Regions from separate parts of the Mus musculus genome. Here region 1 is linked to region 2. A link is a contact called in public Hi-C data. All regions are on one chromosome and are shown on one strand. Each heading gives the region's core, a stretch centred on a gene start, on an enhancer-like site or on the middle of the called end of the contact. The rest is flanking DNA. Distances are from core to core; before and after follow the strand shown.

Region 1 (3,036 bases), core at 190-2,689, 55 kb after region 2:
AATGTTTACGTCTCTTCCCAACTGTGCATCCAATATTCAGCTGACCACACCTAGTCCATCAAGTTGCCACCATCTTTTGTAACCTTCCTCAAGGCACAGGGCCACACTCTTGCTGCAGGCCTTTATTGGATTTTGTATCTATGCAAGCAGTGTGTCCCTAGACTAGGAGATTGTAGAGCTATTATAGCGTCATTATGTAGAGCAGAAAGGTCTTAGCTTCACCCAATTGTTACTCTTTAAAGGTTACTCTTCTTGCCAAGCATCCTTCCCTGCTACTGAAAGCAATTCTGTAGCTTGGGTTATCCGTTAATAGTGGAAGCGAGTCATTCATTCCCTTTATGTGATTTTGGTGGCATTCACGCAACTCTACATTTGAAAATTAAAAATGCTTAAGTGAGTCTCCATGACCTCGATTACCTGAAAATATCAGGGATTTGCCTATTACTAAGAATTAAGAAAAACACCAAGACAGAACTGTTTGGAGCAGAGACTTAGTGCTTCTCTGTTTTGTTTTCTTGGCCTTGTAAGACTCCTGGTGTGACAGGATGAGTAATTTATATAAACTGTACTTTGCATAGTAACAGGGCCTCTATTATTTAATAAAGAAATTAGAGAAAGAAGACATCTTCTCTAGAGGATCATCATGACACGGAAAATACCAAGAGATACTAGAATCTACAGGGACACTTTGAGTGAGTGGTCCTGCATTGGACACTCAGAGACATGTTCAATAATGAGGCTATGAATACTCCACAGTCTCCAAACTCAAGTGTCCTGACACTCAAGTTCCATCTTTGAAAAAGTCTACCTTAAAATCTGTAAGAGCTACCAGCAATAAATAAAGGTGAAGCTAAATGCTAAATTCCATAATAAACGCCAACTTACAACTCTAAGAAAGAAGATGCAATCAACATCCAGGTCTAGGACAGAAGAAACAAACTGTAAACAAGTCAATACAAAAAGGAGAATAGTCAGAGGCTGATTCCTCTTGAGGTTCCAGAAACCACATAGACATAACTTCGAAAGGACATGGTGTTTACATAGAATTCATTCTCAGTATTTGACACAACCCAGTTTACCAAAATAGTTTGTTCACAGATGTTGATTTATTATGCCTCTTTCCAAAACATACTCAACTCTAACAAATGATTCATAATTTCTTGACAGTTTCCTTTTGAGTGGAGATCACTACAGATATTTAAAAAAAAAACCCTCAATGTAATTTCACATATAATGTATGTAGTTTTACACTGTGAAATTGAGGTCAATGCCAGCATTCAAAGATATTTTATCACCCACCATCTTAATTTATGTAAGCAATCGCTATGATGTTCTCACAACAAAGTCACTTATGGACACACTTCTCAGAAGGTATCCCGATTACCAAGCAACATATGACTGTGTCTTTCACCCATCACTCTTTGTGGTTCTTTTCATGCAGGTTCTAGTGAAACACGGAGGAGATCAGTGGTAATCTGTGGTTCCATCTCTACAGCCTTTGAGCATCTCTTCCCCACCTCGTTTCCTTCTGTGGTTTATACTGATTTTGATGTATTGCTTTAGCCTCTGGTGCCAATTCCTCCAGTTTATGTCCTGTCTGTAGAGTTTTCTCTTCTTCAGCTAAATATCTTCCCCCAAATTCTGATGTGAACAAGCAATTACCTTCTTAAGGTTCTCAGTGATTCCTCATTACATGTAGCTACAATATTGAGAGTATGTGCACACCCCTCTGTATACAGAACAAAAGTATTCTGAGGAGAATTCAGTCGAGAACAACTGTAAAAGAACTGAATTCCAGATATCCTGTTGGCTCTCATTCCCAATCACATGTGCTCAAAGTAATTGCAGTGATTTCATTTGTCTACACACACACACACACACACACACACACACACACACACACACACACACACACACATATACACAAGATTGATGTACCTGCCCAGGCCACCAAATTGGAAGGGAGAAACCTGAGCACCTGCCTCCTGCACCACTACTGCACGAATGTGTGATGGAGAGATGGGAAAGATGGAGGATGGACTATGTGGTGGAAAGACTGAAGAGAAATGTGAAGCAAAGGAATGAGTATACTGTGGCAAAGGTGGAACTGGAGACTCAGTGGTAGTAAGGAACATGCAGATACGAGGAGATCATGGTGAATTCCTGACCCTAGATGCTGCCAAGGGTCATGGCTGGGTCCATGGTCTTGCTTCAGCTGTGGACTGTGCCGAAGTCTGTGGCCCAAGTTTCCACCAACAGCCAAGAGGATTCCATAATCTGGGTGTATGCTGGAGACCATGTGGATATCAGAGGGCTATGCTGCCCCCAAGGTCCATGCTGATCTAAGTGGCCTGGCTGCAGGCCCAAGGCCATGGGGACATCTGGGTCCATGTTTTCTGAGTCCATGCTACTTTGGGAGCCAAGGTCTGTGTTGATGCCCAAGGTCCACGTTGCCACCCAAGACCATGCATATATCCCTGGTCTGGACTGTCACTTGAGGCACTGTGTTGAGCTGCCCCTGCCCCTAATCAGCTACCATGCTAGGGAGAGCTGGCTAGCCCTATCCTTCACCTAGCAGCACAGTAAAACTAACCCTGATGGCAGCGGAGGGGAGAGCCAGCTCCAAGGGCATGAGAGCAGGAGAACTGACATGGCATTGGGTGAGCCAGCTGGAGCAGTGCTCAAGAGCCCACCCTGGTGATTTGCGCACAGGAGAGTTGGTAGGCTGACCAATTCAGATACCTCTCAGGCCCAGATCCAAGGCTTTGAGTTGGTCCACCCCAACATCTACCTCACCTATGATCAGCTGAAACACATGATGGACAGTCCTGCAGATCCAAAGCTGCAGGATTTCCATCACACAGGGCAAAAAGAGAATATCAGAGAGGAGTTCCTGTGAGGATCCAGTATAGATAGTGTAGCAGAAGTCGCCCATTTCATCTACAGACAATTCTGTCTAGAGAAGGACACATGTTGCAGAATAGTCAACTACTGGCTTTATTGAGACAGGGACAGTGGCCCTTACATTTTCTGCAT
Region 2 (3,218 bases), core at 345-2,844:
AAATGGGCCCTTGATGTGTCATAAGCACTTTCAGGCAACAAACAAACGTGACTTTAGTCTCTGGGTGGTGTCAGCACCTCCAGGAAGCCTTTCAAACCAGCCAGCATTAGGCTTCTTCCGACTTGTCCTAGTATTTTATCCCTTTTACTCTCAAAACAGTTGTGGATAAACTGGTAGCCTTCCAATTATACATTTGCCTCTCATCTCCCGAGATTTTATTACAGACCTCTCTATGTCCCCAGAGTCAGCACATAATGAACTCTCAGAACATACTTGATAGTTTCCCATCATCTTCTCACTTGCTCTCTGCCCCCTTCTCTGTGCATTTTGTTCCTGCCTCTGTGCACAGCCTGCCCTAGCGTGGTGAGTTCTCACTCAAGGGCCTTGACATTCAGGATCTGTCTGCGTACTTCCTCTTGCTCTCTGTAAGAAGACCGTATTTTCTTCTCTATAATTACACCTAGTCCCATGTAATCTCTGGGTCTCTCCAGTCCTTCCCCAAAAGCGCTTGCCTGGCGTGGTGACTTGATTTGGGTCAAGAAGCCACAGTTAATAGTGACAGCAAGAAGACAGAACCAAAAAGAGCAAACGAAGAAGGGTTTCAGGTGAGCACGAAGCCACAGATTGCTGATTTTAGGCTGGTCTGGAACCCCACAGCCTCATGGTATGCCTGTGAGCAGGCAAGAGAGAAAAATTCAGCCATGTAGCTAGGGAGCTTAGAACTACAAAAGTAAGAGCTGGAGGGGGCAGCAGGGAAACTGAGCTGCATAGCTTGCTTAAGTCTTCTTCTAATGAACAATTACTTTTCCAAGAAGAAAACTAGAACAGACCCCACCCCAACATAGAAGAACTGAATTTCAAAATAAATGAAAGACGTGGTTTTGCTTTCATTCCCCTTTCACATACTTGTCATCCAACCACTAACTCACATACCCACACCTCCACACCACACTCACATAACACACACATATACACATATACAACACACACACACCTCCATATACCCATACCATACTCGCATACCATACATATATACACATATACAACACATGTACACACACAGAGACACAGACATCCATACACCCACACCATACTCACATACAAAACACATTCATTACACATCCAGACACACGCTCACATACCACTGCCACCACTAACATCCCACCTTGATGCTTAGAATGGTCTCTGAAGATTTCTTGGCTTGTTGATAGTCAAGTTTGAATATTTCTACTTAAGAAAAATCATGCATGAGTTTATTAAGAATGGACCCAAATCTGAGAGTCACTGGTTTCCTTGTTTTCTAATAATTAATTTATACTACCACCCTGGTCAAAACCGAGAAAACTTATTCTATAGATACGTCTGTCTTCCTAGTGTCAGGGCTGATAAACCACCTCAGTGTGGACCTGACTTTAGGAGGCATGTCACTGCAAAACTTTGAAAATGGATCTAACTTTGCTCAGAAAGGAGAAACTGTATAGCATCCACACTGAGGTTGTTTGTAAAAATTAAGACCAAAGTGAACCTGCTTGGCAGGCCGGAAAGGAAGCCCTTGTTTCTGTGTGCATGAGTGGTTTTACACCACCATCCAGTGGCAGAAAAGCAATATTGCACCTAAAAATGGTTCTTGTGTCCTGTCTTTATTTTTAATTCTGTCTTCAGTTCCGAGAAGACAGATTCTTCTCCTTCCTTCTTCTATGACCCACAGTGACCTCATCATCTCAGAGTCTTAAAACGTACAGACTTAAAGCCTAGTGTCTGTATGTGAGTATTTTTTGAGGGGGGAGAGAGCTTTGAAAAACCTTCCTGGATGATGAACCCCCAGTTGACAGCAGTCTGAGAAAGCTAATTCCTGAGTGCTAATTCTGGCTCTTCATTTTACCTTCTGTTGTTATTTTTCTTTTGTTTTTTTTCTTTATCTGGCAGTCGAGATCAGACCCAGAGCTATGGACATGCAAGGCAAGCACTCTACTCACTGAGCTGCATCCTCAGATTTGGAGTGTTGGGGATCAAGGTGTTGCTATGTGACTCAGTCTGGCACTGACCTCATTATGCATCCCAAGCTGACCTCAACCTGGCAATCTTCCTGCCTGGACCTCCCAATACTAAGATTATAGGCAAATAACCCACATACTGTTGGAGAAAACATCAGTGATTAAAAAGCACAAAGTATGGTGCCTGAAGAGAAACCATATGTCCAAGTCCAGAACAGCAGACAATAAGCCAAACTTCTTTACTTCCTCTTTATTATGATTCTATTTTCTAAGTGGCAACCACACTTGCGATGGGTGAGATTATGTTTTGTTCCTAAAACGCGGAGAAGGCGCCCTTGCCTGTCACCCTGGGTGACCTGTACGGGCCACACAGCCAGCTGTTAAGACAGCTTCCTCTTTGATGTCGCCTTTGGATGTGTTTCTGACTCTAATTCACAAACTTCCAGATTAAACTGAGAAAAAAAAAATGTCTTGCTTTCCAGTACAAAGTTCTAATCATGTCTTTGTTTTTCAATTGCTGAAGTAATTTGGAATAAGTATTCATTGTTTATAATGGAAGTGTTATTTTATCCCTAGCCTTTGTTTCTCTTACTGGAAAAATAGAGTGTGGAGGGAATGGCCTTAGAGAACTAGAAGGTGTCTTACCCTTCTAGAACATGGAGGCAAAATTCCTTAGGATTCTAGACTATCAAAATCCTTAACCTTTAACTTGTCAAAGGTACACACACACACACACACACACACACATATATATATATCAACTTCTGGGAGAATGGTATATGAGGAAAAGGGTGTATTTTATAGGACCTTCCAGGTGAAATATCATCAAATGAATAGTTATGTTAATATAATAGACATGATTTTAGTGTATTGATGCATTTGTGGGAGTGAAGGAAAATAAATCTATGAACTAAATAGTGACAGTTACAGACTAATGCATTGTGAGTTATCAGTGAGCCTGAGGAGGCTTGACTGCCTGGAACTAAGTATTGATGTCACTCTGCAATTGCCACCCAACTAGGGTTTTAGATCATACAACTTAGATCCAATAGTGTAGTCAACAGCTTAATTAAATAAACACAAGAAATACAGAGAGAAAGAAATGAAAATCTGGACAATCTCAAAACCCACAGATATGAGAATGTCCTGATAAAGAGTTCAAAAGTCATGTGTAAAAGAGTAAAAGAGATTAAAAAAAAAAGAGTAGATAATACTAGCAAAAAA

The links. A called contact is a pair of places that touch in the nucleus more often than the background predicts.
Region 1: a Hi-C map of group 2 innate lymphoid cells shows a contact between it and region 2, with 2.1 times the contacts expected there. The contact joins two enhancer-like sites. A contact is called at or near these places in 2 of 15 datasets of contacts at CTCF or cohesin (CD8 T cells and pro-B cells), 19 of 484 Hi-C or Micro-C datasets (the CH12 cell line, ECoMG-derived neutrophils, the P5424 cell line and 12 more) and 2 of 115 datasets of contacts at active chromatin or transcription factors (CD8 T cells and bone marrow-derived dendritic cells).

The regions. Positions count from the first base shown.
Region 1 is chr4:102,710,507-102,713,542 of GRCm38.p6, forward strand. No RefSeq gene overlaps it. Among named protein-coding and RNA genes, the nearest start is that of Gm24869, 25 kb to the right of the region's middle. Within about 2 kb of position 1,440, at least 21 of the 459 cell types and tissues checked have an H3K27ac peak or open chromatin away from gene starts, as enhancers often do. A contact at or near this core is called in CD8 T cells and group 2 innate lymphoid cells, where this site is marked.
Region 2 is chr4:102,655,132-102,658,349 of GRCm38.p6, forward strand. No RefSeq gene overlaps it. Among named protein-coding and RNA genes, the nearest start is that of Gm24869, 80 kb to the right of the region's middle. Within about 2 kb of position 1,595, at least 53 of the 459 cell types and tissues checked have an H3K27ac peak or open chromatin away from gene starts, as enhancers often do. A contact at or near this core is called in CD8 T cells and group 2 innate lymphoid cells, where this site is marked.